Linked DNA regions of Mus musculus: all the other regions are linked to region 4. A link is a contact called in public promoter capture Hi-C data. All regions are on one chromosome and are shown on one strand. The core of a region is the stretch at or near the end of the contact, and the rest is flanking DNA. Distances in the headings are between cores, read along the strand shown.

Region 1 (2,700 bases), core at 10-2,509, about 11 Mb before region 4:
TACACCGCACGACCTGATAAGACTGGCTGCTCCCTACCCACGAGAGAAATAAACACGGGAAACACTAGTGTAGAAACTGGCATTTATTACAGGTGGAAGAAGGAACGATCACTCAGTCCAGCGGTGGCCGCAGTGTGGGGCAGTGCAAACATAGTACAGGCGCATGGCGTCCTAGCAATAAGAACGTTCAGTCAGGGTCTGGACCCAGAGGATAGTGTGAGGACCAAAAGAAACGATCAAAGAAACTTTCCCAATCTTGATTTGAGTAAACAGGATCAACCCAAAACTGGCGTGTCCCCCCCACCCCTACCCCCCCAAGCACCCAGCCGCCACTCACCTCAGCTCGGGCACTGTGTGACTGAAAGAACACTGCCTCCTTGTGGCCACACCTGAGGGAATGGTTCAGTTACTAAACCGCGAAAGACCTCTCTGTGCACAGCCACTCCTCTTTCCCTATGCCAGCTGCGTACTCACTTCTGGCACGGGTGGTCCTCCGTCCGGGGCAACGTGGGGTCCTGGGACACGTCTGCGATGATCTGGGTCAGCTCGCTGCAGGCATAGGGAAGTAATTAGCGGTCAGGCCGGGTGTCCTAAGAGGTGACCCGTGCCCCAAGCGAGGTCCCGCCACTCACTCCACTTCGTGCGTGATTTTGTTGACGTAGATGCAGCTGTTGTCGGCTTCCTGCTGGTAATCGCAATTCCGGCACTGCAGACGGGAGAGCATGTGGGAGGAGTGTCACAAACAGATCAGATCTCCAACAAGACTGGACAGGAAGGCAGGGTGTTCCCAAGGAGGGCATGGACAACATGGGAGAGAGGGTGTGCTGAGGGGTAGTCAAGAGGCGAAAGCGTGGGGGAGCCAGCAGGGAGCGCGCAGGGAAGGCGTGAACCCGCGGGCGAGAGGGTTGCCGGTACTCACCGCGTACAGCAGAATGCGATTTTCCTTGTCCTCCTTGGGGTACAGCATGTTATTACTGTGGGGAGGGGAGGTCAGAGGTCAGCCCTGGAGCCAGTCCTCACTGCCTTCCCACACCTACTGCCCGGGCCTCACCATTCCTGGCAGAACCGAATACCCACGAAGCCAGGCTCGTACGTCCCGTCGGGTTCCATAGCGACTGGGCTGCTGAGCCTTCTGCGCTTGCGCGGGCGCGCTACGGAACGCGGGAAGGGTCGCACACCGAAGCTGCACCAAACTAGGGCGATGCTGCGCGCATGCGCGGGTTCCTTATTTTTTTATTTTTTTTATTTTTTTTTTTATGGATGTCTGGCTGACGGCTTGCGTCGATCCTTTGATACCCTCTGCTACTCACTCCCGATTTCGGAACCTGCTTCCCAACTCCGAGTGGAATGGATCTAGGACAAGGGCTGGGACTATGATGCGCGATGTCATCCGCAAGGCGCTGAGCGTGAACGAGAGAATCCGCTGCTCTCTTCTTGGCCCAAGGCCAGTGCACATGCGCCGAACTTACACTCGGCGGACCGGGACAACTCCAGCCATTCTTCCCGGCTTCGGCCTCCTCCCGCCCTCCTCTCCTGCTTCCCGTGCACGGAAGGCCTCTCGGGATTGGTTGGACGTACCCGAGAATCCGCCTGTCCGTGGAGAAAGAACAGCAGCGATTGGCTGGCCATGTTAGGTGGAGAACTTGCATTGGTCAGCTCCAGAACAAGGGGCGGGACCTATATCCCAGAAGCAGCGGCGGCCACTGCGGAGCCGGTGTGAGACGGCTGAACCGCACCGCGGGCCACTCCGGGGCGCAGCGAGATGGAGGTGACGGGGATATCGGCGCCCACCGTGATGGTTTTCATCAGCAGCTCCCTCAACAGCTTCCGTTCGGAGAAGCGATACAGTCGTAGCCTCACCATCGCAGAGTTCAAGGTGTGGCCGTGGGGGCGGGGTCCGGAGGGGCGGGGCAAAGAAAAGGGAGTAGGGGGCTGAAAACTAGTGGGCGAACCTGGAGGGAAGGTTGCAGAGACTGACAGCCAGCCTCCCAGGCCTGGGAGCCCCGGAGAACAGAGTCCACCGAGTAGGGGCAGGACCCGGGAAAAATCAGACACTCCAGAGAGCCGAGGGGGCGGGTCCAGAAGGAACTGGTCCAAGGTGGGTCTTTTTGGAACTTGTTTGTTGATCAAAGTCTGAAGATGAGGCCTCTGACAGCCTTTCTCCTCATCTTGCCTCTTTACTGCAGTGTAAACTGGAGCTGGTGGTGGGCAGCCCTGCTTCCTGCATGGAACTGGAGCTATATGGAGCAGACGACAAGTTCTACAGCAAGTTGGATCAGGAGGATGCACTGCTGGGCTCCTATCCTGTGGATGACGGCTGTCGCATCCATGTGAGGACACCCTTTCCCGGGACCCGCCCCACATTCATTCACTAATTTATTTCTTCAACAAATACCATGTTTTGCCCAGTGTGATAACCAGTATAGGCTCTAGCCACATGGAAGCCCCAGTTCAGCCTGGTCAGAAGCAGACATTCAGTAGACAGTGACAAACCAGAGTTGTCTGAACTGGCTTAGGGGGAGGGAGCTCACGGGAAATTCATCAGAGGTACCAGGCTTTACCTGGGGATATCTGAAGAGGCTTCCTTGAGGAATGGGTATTTGAGCTGATATCTAGAGAATGTTCCATGGAGAGGACAAAAGTATAACACTGTAAAGAACTGAGGTGAGCCATCAAGTTCTGGCCCGATTGAGAGCAGCA
Region 2 (2,700 bases), core at 104-2,603, about 15 Mb after region 4:
GACAGGACCAGGAGGTTAATTATGGGTGAGGGAAGAGATGACCTAAATGTGGGCAGCACTATCCCATAGGCTAGAGGATGGATATAAAAGGAACGAGGCCAGGGTATGGTGGCATACACTTTTAATCTCAGTATTCAGGAAGTAGAGGCAGGTGATCTCTGTGAGTTCAGGCCAGCCTGGTCTATAGCTCGAGTTTCAGGAAGGTCAGCCAGGCCTGCACAGAAAAACCCTGGCTTGAAAAGCCAAAACAAGGGCTGAAGAGATGGCTCAGCGGTTAAGATCATCGACTGCTCTTCCGAAGGCCCTGAATTCAAATCCCAGCAACCACATGGTGGTTCACAACCATCTGAAAACAGCTACAGTGTACTTACATAAAACAATAAATAAATCTAAAAAAAGAAAAGCCAAAACAACAACCCCCGACCCCGGGGGAAAAAGGAGTTCCAGGCCAGTAATGAAATTCTGTCTCTCAAAAAGTTAACAGAAGTCTATGGGGTCTGGAGGTCAGTCACAAAGCTCTCAATAAGGACGTGAGACTTCCCTGACTTCTTCCTCTGGCACCCCTACAGAAACAATGGTGGCAAAAGTCACAAGTCATACTCTAGAGGATCAGGAAGTCCAAGCCCTCGGAGTCAACCAACCTGATTTTGAGGGCTTCCTAACACATAACAGGAGCGCAGAACAAAATGGAGCCCCATAGACAAATTATGTCCACACTTCCGCCCTTCCATGGCTTCCAGGTGAGGTCGCCAGACTCCCAGCGTAACATTTGCATACACAAAAGAAATTGAGACATTTCATTGGTCGAGGTTGGAGTCTATCACACTGAGCTGGCTTCCCATTAGTAGCTTTCAATTCCTACCTGCCCCACAAGTCCAGATCACGACCGCCCCTGTTTATTGGTCAAGGCCCCTTCCGTCATCCCTTTAACCCCTCCAGTCCTGTCTTCCCTCGCTCCGCCCCTTCCCCTGCCTAACCGTTAGTCGCGTGCGCGTCTTTCTCCAGGCCGGAGCGCGCGCGCGCACCCCAAGTCGTGGCGGCGTCTCATTCAAACGGTCCAATCAGCGGCCACGTCGCCTCGGCGGGCGCCCCCTTTCTCTCTGCTCTAGGTTTTTAGCCGCTTGGTTCTCCCAGGTCAACTCCTCAGCCGGCGTGAGCCCTCATTGTGATAGCACTCCTCACAAACTGGGTTCGAACTTCTGCTACTATTCTGACAAGAACAGAGAAAAGAGCGTTGACCGCCCAGCAACGTGCGCGTTGACGTACGCGGTCGAGACGTGCCGTGAGGGGGCGGGGCCTGCGAGTAGCTATAAAAGTGCGGTGTTGGGCGCGCGGCCGGTTCTACCGAGGAGCAGACGTAACGTTGTGAGCGTTTCGTAGCGGACGTCGGAATTAGTGGGAGCGGAGTGGGGCCTCGGGGGCCTCGCTAGGGCCACAGCGGCCGGCAGTTGGGCCCCCCGCCCCGGCCGGCGGTCCGAGGAGTGCAGGAAGGGGGCCGGGGGGACCCGCCCCCGGCCGGCTGAAGTCATGGTGAGTGACGCGGGAGGCCCGAGGGGCCGTTGGGGACTCGGGCAGAGGAGGCGACTGCGGCGTCCCAAGTGTTTTCTGGCCAGCTTCTGAGTGCTTTGGTGGCATGGCTGAACGTCCGGAGCCAGGAGTCGGCCCCAGGGCCTTTCAACAAACGGTGCGGGAGCCCAGGCAGCCCTCGGAACCTTGGGGAGGGCTTTGGGCGCCTTGCGGCCCGCCCATGGGTGTTTTAAGGAGCAAGACATCCCGCCGCCATTTCGTCCAGCCTTTTTCTTTTTGGTGTGTGTGGGGGGGCGGCGGTTGATGGGGTTGTTTCAAGCCTAAGTAGGGGAAGGGCTCCGGCTAGGCCTCAGGCCCACCTGGAACCAGTAGTGGACCCATGCGCGTCTTAACGAGCGCTTTGGGTAGGTTCGGGTACGCTGAGCCACGTAGAAGCTTTTTCTGAGACACCGTCCCGGTCAGCCATGGGGCAAAAGCCAGAAGCATCTTAGGTCCAGTTGACAGGCAGTGATTGACAACCTCGGACCTCTAAAGTCTGGATTCTGGTATCCACCCACCTTAATCCTAGCTATTTCAGGCTGCTCACTCTCCTTTTCCCTCCGTGCCTAGAACTCCAATGTGGAGAATCTGCCGCCCCACATCATCCGCCTAGTGTACAAGGAGGTGACAACACTGACGGCAGACCCACCTGATGGCATTAAAGTCTTCCCCAATGAGGAGGATCTCACAGACCTGCAGGTTACCATCGAGGGCCCTGGTGAGTGTGAGCACGGAAGGGAGGGGCCACTTGACCAGATTTCTTCTGTCTTGTGGCTGTGGGACAAATAGGATTCAGCCTCTCAGGTGCTTATGACAAAATGTGGCCTTTTGCTTAGGCTTGCATTAAGGCTGTCAAGTGTTACTTTCCAGAGACGTGAGGATGCATATAAGTGAAGCAGAAATAGAAAGTGTAGCTGGGCGTGGTGGTGCACGCCTTTAATCCCAGCACTCGGGAGGCAGAGACAGGCGAATTTCTGAGTTCGAGGCCAACCTGGTCTACAGAGTGAGTTCCAGGACAGTCAGGGCTACACAGAGAAACCCTGTCTTGAAGAGAAAAAAAAAAAATGTATGCCAGGGGATCTGAAACACTAATCAATCGAATGTCCCAAGACTAAACAAAAAGCATTGTGAGGG
Region 3 (2,700 bases), core at 162-2,661, about 15 Mb after region 4:
TCCCACACCACATCGCCATGACCTCTGGACCTCTGGATCAGCTGTTCCCCAGATCTGTGAATGGCAAGATTAAATCTTGTGTTTAAGCATTCACATCGTAGCTCACCAGACTCTCAGAAAACCCACAGAGCAGCACTGTTTCTGATCTGCCTCTCAACTAGGCTGTAAGCACCCTGTAAAATGAGGGCTCGTTGCATCTCTCTCCTCTCTGAAACTGCAAGGCCTGGGTATAGAATGGCGGTGTTCATTCAGCGAAGAATAAAACCTATGGGAAAAGATGTAAGCAGAGCCAGGTCTTTCCTAGGAAGTTTGGGGACAATGTCAAGAGACTTGGCCAAAGATGGGGTCAAGAGCTGCTGATACTCCGGGAAGGAACATTCTCTGCTAACTTGCATTGTCCTGGGATTGCAGAAGCCAGGATGAGGGGAGGGGGGGGAAGTGGGCCAGGAGTGTTTCATGAGAATCTGATGCTAACCAGGCAGATGTTTCTCCCTAAACGGGTAAAAGGCCATGGTATTAAAAAACTCTGGAGGGAGCTGTCCCCCTGGGGGGGGGCGGGGGAGTTGAATTTGAAGAGGTCTTTTTGGGTCAGTTGCAGGAAAAGGTCCTTAAAACGCACTTTTAGCATGGGCCAGAATAGAAAATATTTTTTGCACCCACAAAGAGGGCATGGGGAGTGGGTTGTGTGTGGTCAGACATAGTAGGGGGCAACCCTAGTCACAAAGTACTAATGCTACACCCCCTGGAAGCAATCCTACAGTAGATAGGAACAGAGGGTTCAGGAGCAGCTACCCTGTAAGCACAGCCAAGCCGGTGGCAAGCAGAGGATCTCGTGGAGGAAGCTGATGAGGCGGCAGGGAAAGGATTCGTGGGGGGCCCTGGCACTTGAGAGGTTCTTTACTAATGAAATCGAGCTGTTAGCCATCCCACGGTATTAGGGGGCATCTACGGGTAAGATATCTGGAGTGATCTTGTAGGGGACTAGTGGTTGGGGATCCCCTGCCTCGGGCCCGGCAGTGAAGCACTGACATTCTTGGGGGGGGGGTGCGTTCTGGGGACTGCGGCAGGGCAGGGCGAGGCCCCCCGCCCCCGAGGAACCCGGGTCCCCGGGCCGCACACCCAGTCACTCACCGGCGCTGGGGTCTCCGCCGGGAGGAGGCTGAGGAGGCGGAGGAGGTGCCGCCGCTCCGGGGAGACCCGAGGGCCCAACCGGAAGTGCCGCCCCTTCCCCCTCAACTCCCCACCAGCCCCGCGCCTCCTGCCCGGAAGCGGAAGTCGCGCCCGTTCCCCCAAGCGCCGGCGTGGAGGATGGTGGCGGAGGAACGGGTAAGGGAAATTACGCCGGCACTAGACACGGGAGGGGAACAGCCAAGGCTGCTTCCGGTGGGCGAACGGGGCCTAGTGCGCATGCGCCCATTGCGCCCGCTTCTTCTTAGGGCACCACCCACAGGCTCCAGGCTTCCGGTTAGGACGCACCCTAGACTCGGGTCTCAAGCCAAAGCCTCGCTTCCTAGGCTGGACCACGCCCATCTCTGAACGTCCCGTTATAGGCCGGTCGGATTCCTTTTTCTGCACCTCCGATTAGTTTGTTCTATTCTTTCTTCGCTCCAAATCTCTACTTTTGGAACTCCAGCCTCTCAGACGGGTCACACCTACAAGCCACGCCCCCTTCTAAATCCTGCCCCTTACACAAAAAAGCTTTGTACAGCCTGTTGCATATAAGGGACATCGGTTTTCTTTTGTGTTGTTGTTGTTTTAAACCTTTTGATTTATTTCTTCTTTTGAGACAGAGCCTCCTCACACTGTGGTCAGGGTGGCCTTGAACTCCTTTTTTTTTTTTTTTTTTTTTTTTTTTGGTTTTTCGAGACAGGGTTTCTCTGTATAGCCCTGGCTGTCCTGGAACTCACTTTGTAGACCAGACTGGTCTCGAACTCAGAAATCCGCCTGCCATTGGATACCAAGTGCTGGGATTAAAGGCGTGCGCCACCACGCCGGGCTTCAGGGTGGCCTTGAACTCTTGTATAGGCTATAATGGCTTCAAACTTGCAGCAATACTACCAGAGCCTTCAGGAATTCTGGGATTATAGTGATGACTCTTTAATGACTTGTATGTAGTCCTGCCTCGCACCTTGAAAGCATTCCTTTAAAGTTAGTTGTTAGCAACCATTGGCATCAATTAGCTCAATGCTCTTTAACTCTTAACCCAGACTTACTGAATATAAAGCGTTGGGATGGATCTTAGGAATCCATTTGAATTGAAACACTTCTGATGCACTCTTAGATGAGAACCACAGCTTTGGCACACTTTACACTTAGCCACTCAGAGCTCTATAAATCTTTCTTAATTCAGCCCCATTACACTACAGACAGCTAAGCCTAATTCTATGCATCCAAGCTCTCCCTTGTTGTTTTTCTTCCCTCTCCATGGCCTGAATGGCAGTCACGTCTAACAGTTAAGCCTTGGCCTCTTTTTTTTCTTTTTGTTTTGTTTTTGTTTGTTTGTTTGTTTTTTCGAGACAGGGTTTCTCTGTGTAGCCCTGGCTGTCCTGGAACTCACTCTGTAGATCAGGCTGGCCTGGAACTCAAAAATCCGCCTATCTCTGCCTCCCAAGTGCTGGGATTGAAGGCTCAGCTTCGCAAGCCTCTATTAAAAGATCTCTTAACAACAACAATCTTGAACTCTGCTTCATTTTGAAAGTA
Region 4 (2,700 bases), core at 131-2,630:
TTAACCCCTACCCAGTGAGATGAGAACTACATATCCCTCTTTAGGGGATGGTGTGTGTATGTGTGTGTGATGGAGAATCTGGGCATCTGGGTTGGGAATTTTATTTTGTAAGCATTTCCTACATAATATGAGTTTCTACTTTGATAAAGTCTTGTGTTTTCTGTGAGATGTGAAGTGAGTGGGGTACAATGAGGCCTGAAGCTTGAAAGGCATCCGTGATCTGTAAGTCAACAGAGAATGGACTCCCCTCCCTCCCCAAAAAGTCAAAAAAAAATGCCCCAGAAATTAATGAGTCATAAGCAAAACCGCATCAACCAAAAGAAAAAACGGTAGGCATGCAAGAAGTGTCTAAGATCATGAGGCAAATACTATTTTCAATGAAGCCCCCAAGGCGTGATGGGTAATGGAGCTAAACGAATGAGCCAGAAGCAAAGTAAGAAACGAGGGCTGTAGGCGTAGTGGGTAGTCGCCAGAAGGTAAAAGATTCCAAGATAGTTCATTAGAGAAAGGCCGGAAGGATGGGAAACGTGAACAGGCAGACACGAGCTAAACCGAGCCAAGGGATTGAAGCTCAATGAATGGGGGAATGAATGCTGGGTAATGGGAAAGGAATGAATGGGCCAAAGATAGAAGCTACAGTGACGCAAGGAGCAGACGGCATGATGGGTAAAAAAATAAAAGGGGGTGGGGGGGTCAAGGCAGCTGCGGCGTTAAGGGAGAAAGCGGCATTGTGGGTAGGCAGAGGCCGGCAGGTTATCCCAGAACTGGTTTGAAACCTTCCCGAGGCACTGTGGGAAGGGGCAGCACTTCCGGCTTTACCGTCGGGGACCCTGCCTCTCCACCGCGGTGCCTGTCGGGACGCGAGACCTGACCTTGCTGCCTAGCAGCGTCTGCAGCGCAACGCACCTCTACTGATGTCCCCTGACCCTGGCGCATTGGCCAATGAGAGACCTAGCACGCACGTCACCATGGCCGGCCCATTAGACATACTGTAGCCAATTAGAATGTGAGTTGAGCCAAGGTCCACCAATAGTCAAGGCATTTTCTGGGGCGGGTCTCCGCGCCTCCAAAAGGAGGGCGGGGCAATGAGCAGGTAGGCGTGTCAATGCGTGTGCTATCGACAAATAGCGAACTAGCTCCAGCCCCGCGGCGTCGCGAACCAATGAACTTGGGATACACGAGCCAATAGGAAGGTAGAGGAAGCTGCACTGACTGATTTCGACTAGGAACCAATAGGAGTAGGGCTTCAACAGAAGGGTGGAACTTCCTGCTAATTCTCCAATAGAATGTCTTTCTTCTAGGGCGGTGGGCGGATCTCGGAGGACACCGAACCAATAGAATCCATGGGGCGGGAAAACAGCGGTGGCGGCGGCGGCAGCGGGTTCGGTTGCGCTTAGCGCACGGGGTAGGAGCGGAGCCCAGGCCGGGAAGAGGAGCCGCCGCGGCCGCCAGTGAGAGCCGAGTCCGCTTTGGGTGGGAAGGGCCTGGGGTTGCATCCGGGGGTGTGCGTGTCGCCCCGATCCCTGCCCTCTGACCTTTCCCCTCGCAGATACCATGGGGAACGTGTTGGCTGCCAGCTCTCCGCCCGCAGGGCCACCGCCGCCTCCTACGCCGTCCCTCGTGGGGCTCCCGCCGCCGCCTCCTTCGCCGCCAGGCTTCACTCTGCCGCCGCTCGGCGGCGGCCTGGGCACTGGGTCAAGCACTGGCCGTGGTTCGGAACGGACTCCCGGGGCTGCGGCCAGCGGCGCTGCGGCGGCCTCGGAAGATGGGAGCTGCGGATGCCTGCCCAACCCGGGGACGTTCGAGGAGTGCCACCGGAAGTGCAAGGGTGAGGGGCGCCAGGCCCGAGTAGCCCCAGGGAAAGGGAAGGGACCCCCCGGAGGATTGGCGCACATCGTTGCAATCATTAAACAGAACGTTGGAAGCTGATGATGGATTGGAAGGGTGGGACCTTGAACTTGGGGCTCGAAACTGCGATCAGATGATGAACTCGTTGGGGAAGAATGCCACAGCAGGAGGGAGAAGTCTTAGGGTACTGAGAGCCAGGGGACCAACCCCACCAAGATTCAGGAGTGTGATCAGGAAGGGAATTATAGTCCAAGGTCACGGTGTCAAGAGGTTTTCCCCAATGTTCCTGTGAGGGGTTCGACCCAAGGATCCTAGCCTAGGATCTTTTGACAATTTGATCATAAGAGGGAGGACATTCTTACTCTCGATAGTTAAGTGTGTTAACTTACTAAATACTGAGGACAGTTCTGTGTGGTGAGAACTGTAAGCATGAGAAGTTAGGCAGGAGAGTGAATTTCCTAAGTTGAGGTGACTGCACTGGGTTTAAAATGTGCAAAGGGCCAAGGTTCCTCTAGTGGTGGAATTAGTGAGATAAGAGTTTGTGAAGAGAGCTTGGGATGGGAGAAGAATCTGGGGTATGACAGCATCTCTCTTCTGCAGAGCTGTTTCCAGTTCAGATGGAAGGTGTCAAACTTACAGTCAACAAAGGGTTGAGCAACCGTTTCCAGGTGAGCCTTTCTGGTGCCTTGACCCTCCAGAGGTCACAACAGCGATACTCCTCCATGCATACAGATCCCCTCACTCTTAAAGGCTTGGGGTTTTTGGTAGGTAGCAAGATTCAGATAGCACTCCAATGGCACCACTGGCCAGGGCAGAGGTGGGAAGATCGTACTCCCAAGACCAGACCAGCAT

Evidence for each region. Promoter capture Hi-C pulls out the DNA fragments that hold promoters and counts their contacts.
Region 1: a promoter capture Hi-C map of pre-B cells shows a contact between it and region 4. The contact joins the promoter of Tbcb here to the promoter of Tomm40 in region 4. A contact is called at or near these places in 3 of 39 promoter capture datasets (cranial neural crest, pre-B cells and second pharyngeal arch cranial neural crest).
Region 2: a contact with region 4 is called in a promoter capture Hi-C map of pre-B cells. The contact joins the promoter of Ube2s here to the promoter of Tomm40 in region 4. A contact is called at or near these places in 3 of 39 promoter capture datasets (cranial neural crest, maxillary cranial neural crest and pre-B cells).
Region 3: a promoter capture Hi-C map of pre-B cells shows a contact between it and region 4. The contact joins the promoter of Zfp865 here to the promoter of Tomm40 in region 4. A contact is called at or near these places in 4 of 39 promoter capture datasets (cranial neural crest, frontonasal cranial neural crest, maxillary cranial neural crest and 1 more).

Annotation. Positions count from the first base shown.
Region 1 is chr7:30,230,756-30,233,455 of GRCm38.p6, reverse strand. It overlaps Tbcb (tubulin folding cofactor B), which reads left to right and starts at 1,259. Exons shown (of 6, transcript NM_025548.4): 1 at 1,259-1,876; 2 at 2,187-2,330. The coding sequence starts at 1,763. Polr2i (polymerase (RNA) II (DNA directed) polypeptide I) reads right to left here and starts at 1,382. Exons shown (of 6, transcript NM_027259.1): 1 at 1,052-1,382; 2 at 920-974; 3 at 633-706; 4 at 475-549; 5 at 338-389; 6 at 69-171. The coding sequence starts at 1,110. The coding sequence ends at 109. Ovol3 (ovo like zinc finger 3) reads left to right here. Exons shown (of 4, transcript NM_001289817.1): 4 at 1-159. The coding sequence ends at 17.
Region 2 is chr7:4,810,993-4,813,692 of GRCm38.p6, reverse strand. Ube2s (ubiquitin-conjugating enzyme E2S) reads left to right here and starts at 1,353. Exons shown (of 4, transcript NM_133777.2): 1 at 1,353-1,530; 2 at 2,137-2,284. The coding sequence starts at 1,528.
Region 3 is chr7:5,019,087-5,021,786 of GRCm38.p6, reverse strand. Zfp865 (zinc finger protein 865) reads right to left here and starts at 1,411. Exons shown (of 3, transcript NM_001290426.1): 1 at 1,132-1,411.
Region 4 is chr7:19,714,109-19,716,808 of GRCm38.p6, reverse strand. Tomm40 (translocase of outer mitochondrial membrane 40) reads left to right here and starts at 1,380. Exons shown (of 10, transcript NM_016871.2): 1 at 1,380-1,451; 2 at 1,550-1,828; 3 at 2,449-2,516. The coding sequence starts at 1,555. Nectin2 (nectin cell adhesion molecule 2) reads left to right here. Exons shown (of 9, transcript NM_008990.3): 9 at 1-165. It overlaps Gm38955 (a long non-coding RNA gene), which reads right to left and starts at 1,345. Exons shown (of 2, transcript XR_881874.2): 1 at 820-1,345.